2 separate regions of the Mus musculus genome follow, and region 2 is linked to region 1. The links are chromatin contacts, called in public HiChIP or PLAC-seq maps. All regions are on one chromosome and are shown on one strand. The core of a region is the stretch at or near the end of the contact, and the rest is flanking DNA. Distances in the headings are between cores, read along the strand shown.

Evidence for each region. HiChIP or PLAC-seq counts read pairs in DNA pulled down with a chosen protein or histone mark.
Region 2: a contact with region 1 is called in an H3K27ac HiChIP or PLAC-seq map of the NIH/3T3 cell line, with 2.4 times the contacts expected there. The contact joins two enhancer-like sites. A contact is called at or near these places in 1 of 484 Hi-C or Micro-C datasets (nephron progenitors) and 1 of 115 datasets of contacts at active chromatin or transcription factors (the NIH/3T3 cell line).

Annotation. Positions count from the first base shown.
Region 1 is chr1:183,572,430-183,575,468 of GRCm38.p6, reverse strand. No RefSeq gene overlaps it. Among named protein-coding and RNA genes, the nearest start is that of Gm33973, 21 kb to the right of the region's middle. Within about 2 kb of position 1,643, at least 73 of the 459 cell types and tissues checked have an H3K27ac peak or open chromatin away from gene starts, as enhancers often do. A contact at or near this core is called in the NIH/3T3 cell line, where this site is marked.
Region 2 is chr1:183,916,460-183,919,498 of GRCm38.p6, reverse strand. No RefSeq gene overlaps it. Among named protein-coding and RNA genes, the nearest start is that of Gm34130, 19 kb to the left of the region's middle. Within about 2 kb of position 1,623, at least 35 of the 459 cell types and tissues checked have an H3K27ac peak or open chromatin away from gene starts, as enhancers often do. A contact at or near this core is called in the NIH/3T3 cell line, where this site is marked.

The DNA.
Region 1 (3,039 bases), core at 394-2,893:
ATATGTCACGGGAGAGCAAGCTTTGAGCATTTAAAGTTGCTATCCTGGCACTTCCAGTTTCCTCTCTCTCCACTTAGAGTCTGTGGTTGATATGTGTGAGCTCTCAGCAACCTGCTTCTTCCACCGTACCCTTTGTTTGGCGCCATACTATCTCAACATGAGGGACTCTTATCCCTTGGGAACCATAAGCCAAAATAAACTATCTTCCTTGCGTTGCCCCATCATGGTGTTTTATCAGAGCAGCAGAAAAGTGATCAATACAGTGCCTGCAGTAGGAGCCCATTCTGTTCAGTCCGGCTCTGGAAGTTACCACCCGCTCTGTTCATATCTCACCCGTGAAGACACTTCTAGAGAGCTGCCAAGGCAGAACACAAGTCAGCCTATCCCAGGCTCCTCCCCCGCGCTCACTATAACCAAGGCACAGGCTGTCTGAGGACTTTGACTCTTCACTGGATCCCAAGCAAAGCTACTGCCTGTCAGTAGATAGAGACCCAGGCTCCAAGCCCTGAGAGTCAGGATTCCTTTGACCCTGACATAGGGAGTTGGTCTTTGCAAAATAAATCTCCCAAAACTCAGATTCCTCATGCAAACTCTCGAGTGTGTTACAGAGATGGCAAGGGGAAATTCAAAGAGCAACCACGGTTGCTGTAGTACCAAGTGTTAGGTCAGACCAAGCATAGAAATCACCTAAGGGCTTTACTTACCCAGTGATGAGGGTAAGGGAGGAGGGGCGTTGCTGGAGTGTGGAATCTTGCCTAGCGATCTGCAAAGGGATTTAATTTCTCAGAGACTGAAAAGAGCTAATGGCCAAGCAGGTAGTATCCTAAGGACCCTGTGTCAAGAACAGGGCAAAGACGGGGTGAAACTGGAGGAAAGGGACCATACAGTGACGAGACAAGGTATTGAGAGGGCAGTGTCCCCTGTCCCAGTCAGAATGGCCAGAGGCTCCAGGAGGACCCATGAGGAGGGAGCATTCATATTCTGACTGTCTTCTGCCCACTTCAGAGCAGCTGGCCTTGCTCATGCTTCCCTGAAATGACTGTAGCTCCTTGGAACCAGTCAGGTTCCCTGGCACCTGGCCCTGGAGAGAGCCACACCTTTTCAAGCACTTTGAACTCCCCAGAGCCTGCACCATCACTCTCTCCTTTATCTCCCCAGAGCCAGCATCCTGGTTACAGAGATTTTCATTAATCATCCAAAAGTCATCCCTGACCTGCAGGGACATCATGGCCACCTCTAAGAACCCTCTGTCCAGCCACAGTCATTACTAGAAACGCACAAAATCGCCACATACATTTTCATTTGCTCAAGGCAGTTGTTCTTTACGAGCATTGGTGAAAACAAAGGTCCCATTATGTCCGAGTTAATCCTCTGCGCACATTGACACAAAGAACCACAGATGCTCCTCAGAGGCATCTACAAGAGACCCGCTGTAGCCTGTAGCATAGAGGGCTGACCAAATTAACATTTCAGTGAGGCATCCACAGTTAGAATTTCCATCACAGCTAGTCCTACCATGTACCCTAAAGCATCACATCTGGATGAATCCCAAAGTGAGTCACAATCTGCCTAGGCGTTGCTCATTCAGCAACCAAAATAGACTACCATTAGGTAACCCCAACCAGTGTGTTCCAGCCTCCATTTATGACTGAAGGAATATGACCTGAGGGATGGCTCATATCGTGGCAATCAGCTCTGACTCACCTCCCCTTGCAGTCAATCTGCTCACTCTCTCAGGAGTACTTTTTGACCAGAAATTTCTCCACTGCCTTCCCACACGCAGGGGTAGCCAGCTTGGTCATACATGGGAACCATTGTGGCTACAAAGCCCTGTAACAGAGAGAGGCAGATGTGGATTTATTCTGCTGATATGGCTTCTTCTAAGATGTTAAAGAAGAGTAGAACCTCACACTTTTCTTCTCTTCATAGGGAGGGGTAGGGATGGGTCGCTGTGAGCCTTTTGACAGAGAAAGCAAGTGAAACATTGAGAGCAGAAAAGACTGCAGATAAGGAGGGCATGGTCACCTCGGCCTCTCCTCAGGAGAAAGATGCTCCCAGCAGATAAGGAGGGCATGGTCACCTCAGCCTCTCCTCAGGGGAAAGATGCTCCCAGTCATGAGGGCAATGAGGGGCTTCTCAGAGAGGCTTCCTTTTGGCTTAAAGGGAGTTCAGAAGAGAGAGCTGAAGCAGTATCCTCCCTCACACCTTCTAATCCCTCTACATTCTAAATTCATCTCCACAAAATAAATTTGATCCAATAACAGCAATGTCTGCTTCTCTTACTATAGCTTAAGGAGGTGCCGAGGTTACCGTTTTAATGTACCAGTGGAGTCAAGATGCTAATGTCAGTCAAGAGTGACTTGCAACTATTAGGAAAGAAAAGTCTGTGAAGGAAAAAACATTATTTCTCAGCTCCAAATGATTCCAATTGGCTAGATGGCTTATATCCACAAATCTGAACAAGGCTGTCATTCAGTTAGTCTCGGTGACCTGTAAGCCCAGTGGGCCAAAGAGCAACAGAGGAGAAATATGATGCCTCAGAGCCAATGGTTGAGGCTGAGAGCTGCCTGCATATGGACCAGGCAGGATCTGAGGGCCAGTTGAAAAGCCAGTGATATTACATGGGAGAAACTTGGGTAGAGAAGCTGCAGCTTTGCAAAGCCAGAGAGATGGTTTTGAGCAGTGGTTCTTAACCATCCAAATGCTGCCACCCTTTAATACAGTTTCTCATATTGTGGTGACCCCCCAACCATAAAATTGTTTTGTTGCTACTTCATAACTATAATTTTGCTACTGTTGTAAATCATAATGTAAATATCTGATATGCAGGATATCTGATATGCAACCCCCAAAGAGGGGTCATGACCCATAGGTTAAGAACTACTGGTTTTGAGTTATACTTCAATCATTTAAAACCCTTCATAGGCTGCCTGTGCAGTGAAAGTAATATGAACTCCAAAATCTAGCAAAGAAAGACTACATGGGGCTGGAGAGATGGCCCAGCGGTTAGAAGCACTCGCTGCTCTCATGGAGAAGCAG
Region 2 (3,039 bases), core at 374-2,873, 340 kb before region 1:
CCATATCATGAAGCTAGCGTCCCCAGGCCATGGTAAGATGTCACCCACATTTAGAATGTGCTTTCTCTCTTAGTTAGGGCTTTCATTGCTGTGAAGAGACACCATGACCAAGACAACTCTAATGAAGGCAAACACTTACTTGGGGCTGGCTTACAGTTTCAGAGACTCAGTCCATTATCACCATGGGAGGAAGTATGGCAGCAGGAAGGCAGACATGGTACTAGATGAGCCCAAGGTTCTACATCTTGATCTGTAGACAGCTAGGAGGAAACTCTGTTCCCCAGGGAGCTAGGAGTGTCCCTTCTGCACTAGGGGGAGCTCGAGTATAGGAGCCTTAAAGCTTGCCTCCACAGTGGCACACTGTCCTCCAATAAGGTTATACCTACTCCAACAAGGCCACACCTCCCAATAGTGCCACTTCTCATGGGCCAGGCATATTCAAACCACCACACTTTCCCACCTTGAATAACCCTGCCTATAAACTTTCTCATAAATAGGTCCTGTGATTTGTCTCCTAGGTCTCTAGAAGATTTGTTTCTAGAGCCTGCCAAGTTGACAATATTAACTATCAGAATGGGTATGCTATCCCTGGATTCTTCCTGGCTAGCTTTCTAGCCAGTCATGTAGGAAATAACTCTCATCCATCATATCTTCCCACCATCATGATGTCTTTCCCTGGTACATAGGGCTAGAAACTGTTACTCTACATAGGGTTGGCATACCCTAAGCAGAATATCACCTAAACCTTGAGTATGCTTCTATAATATTATTTATGCCATTTATATCATGGTTAGTGATCTTTTCCTTCACTTCTCCATCTTCCTGACTTTTAAACTCCAACATGTTTAACATAGTGGTAGAGCTATATTCTATATGTTTAACATATATATTCTATATGTTTGACATAGTGTTAGAGCTATATTCTATGGCTTATGAGATGCCTCAGACCACATGAGGCCTGGAGTAGCTGTGGATGCATCCCAATACAAAATGTTTCTAAAATATTATGAATTTTTTTGGGAGTGCAGTGAACTTTATTGATGGTATTCAAGAGAGTAGAGAGGGTTCCCTAGGCCCCTCCTGTTATTATGGGGGTCTGGGATGGAAATTGTGAGGGAGATACTCAGTGTTAGAGGCCAAGTTGGGATAGGGAATCCTCAGCAACCGAGGGCCTATCTCTTGCTCTCAGTGTACTAGCTGGGGTGGGTGGTCCAGGGTTTACTCCTTGGAGGCCATTGCAGGCCATGAGGTCCACCACCCTGTTGCTATAGCCATATTCATTATCAAACCAGGAAATGAGCTTCACAACATTGTCATTGAGAGCAATGCCGGCCCCAGCCTTAAAGGTGGAAGACTCAGTTGTGTGGTTCTTCAGTATGAACTTTGTATATGAAATAATAGGTGTCAAGGCAGTGAAATGGACAGGGCGTGGGACATGAGGAAGATTACATAAGAAATGTAAAGTGACAATTGAGGCTAAGAAATTTTCAAGGTCCTTACCTGAATGGTTTGTCCTTAAGCACAGCAAAGCTTTGCTCGAAAGCTGTGCCATGACTCCAGACTCTGCTATTGCATTGACGTCTTTCCAGGAGAACAGCTCATGGATTTTTCAAGCCAACCAAAGGTAATTTAAAACAGCAGAACCATGCATTATTGCTTAGTGAATCACAAGGCTCTTTATTAAAGTAAGTTTGTCACACATCTGGTCAGTGTTTAGACACAATGAGGTTTGCGTTTACTTCTCTGTAGGCCTGAGATAATAGTTTGCATATAGACATGGGTAGGAGATCAGGTTTGTTTATTCCTGGAAAATCAACCAAGTTGCAGTATCAGAGGGACACAGAGCAAAGCTTGTGCTTCATTTACTAGCTGAGGGCAGCCCCATTTCAGGACAAAGATTAGGGGTACAGTTGTGTGGCTTAATCTCAACAGACAGCATGCCATTGCAGCTTACTGTTCACCCTAAAGACCACATTAAGACTAGGCTGGACTCTGTGGCTATGTGTTTGTCTGCTTCATAACTGGTGAATTCATTTTTCTTTTGGCCCCAAGGTCACAATCATCAGGCCTTCAAAGTTCAGACCTCTGTAAGGGACTTTTTTGACAATCATCTGAGATTAGTGCTTCTTCGCCTCTGAACAAAAAGCAGATCTCCTGATTCACCAAAGTATAGCTTCAGAGAAAATCCACCCATGCATTAAGAATTAACATGCCTCTGATTTGTCACTGGGATGAACTCTTGATGAGCAAGCTTGAGTCTGACCCAGATAACCCACTAGAAACACAAACAGGATGTGAGGAAAGCTGAGATTGCTAGAAGTGTCCTGTAGTTACCGGAGAACTTTGTGGTCCTGTGAGCATGCAGGGAGGAACAAGGTCTCTGACCGATTGAGACTCAGCAGTGACATGGGCTGACACCATTTCTATCCCAAGGTGACAATCTCAGGAGCAAAGCCTGGGCTCTCACTGATGACATCTGGATGCAGCATCTTCCCCCTTCCTCTCTCTGCTGCTCTACAGCTACTCTGATCATTCCAGCTTCTTATCCAATGTGCTAGCCTGTGACTAGCACACTGTGTAAGCACACAATATGAGCAAGTTGCTTATATTCAAGAAGAAGAAGAAGATGGGGTATAAATGTAGTGTCAGCCTACTGAATTGTTGCAAAGAATAAGTATTTAATGTTCTGCAGATGAACCTAGATATACCAGTACCTGAAATACAGTAAGATGTAATAAGTTTGTTTTTTTTTCCTTTCTCTGTAGCATTTTTTTAAGAACATGGACTCTGGAGTAAGACAGACCAGGTTAAAATCCATTTGTCAAGTCCCCTGTGACTTTATACACATTGTCTAACTTCATATCAGCCTTGTCACTTATAGAATAGGGAGAAGAATAAACCATTACAGTAGAGTGATATAAAGAACAAATAAATGCCTATGTGTAGTGTGCTCTAAACAGGCCTGCATATATGCAGTAGCAAACCCTGTGGTGCTTAGCTTTTATTTATTACCCTGCTTACTGACATGATTCAGGAATA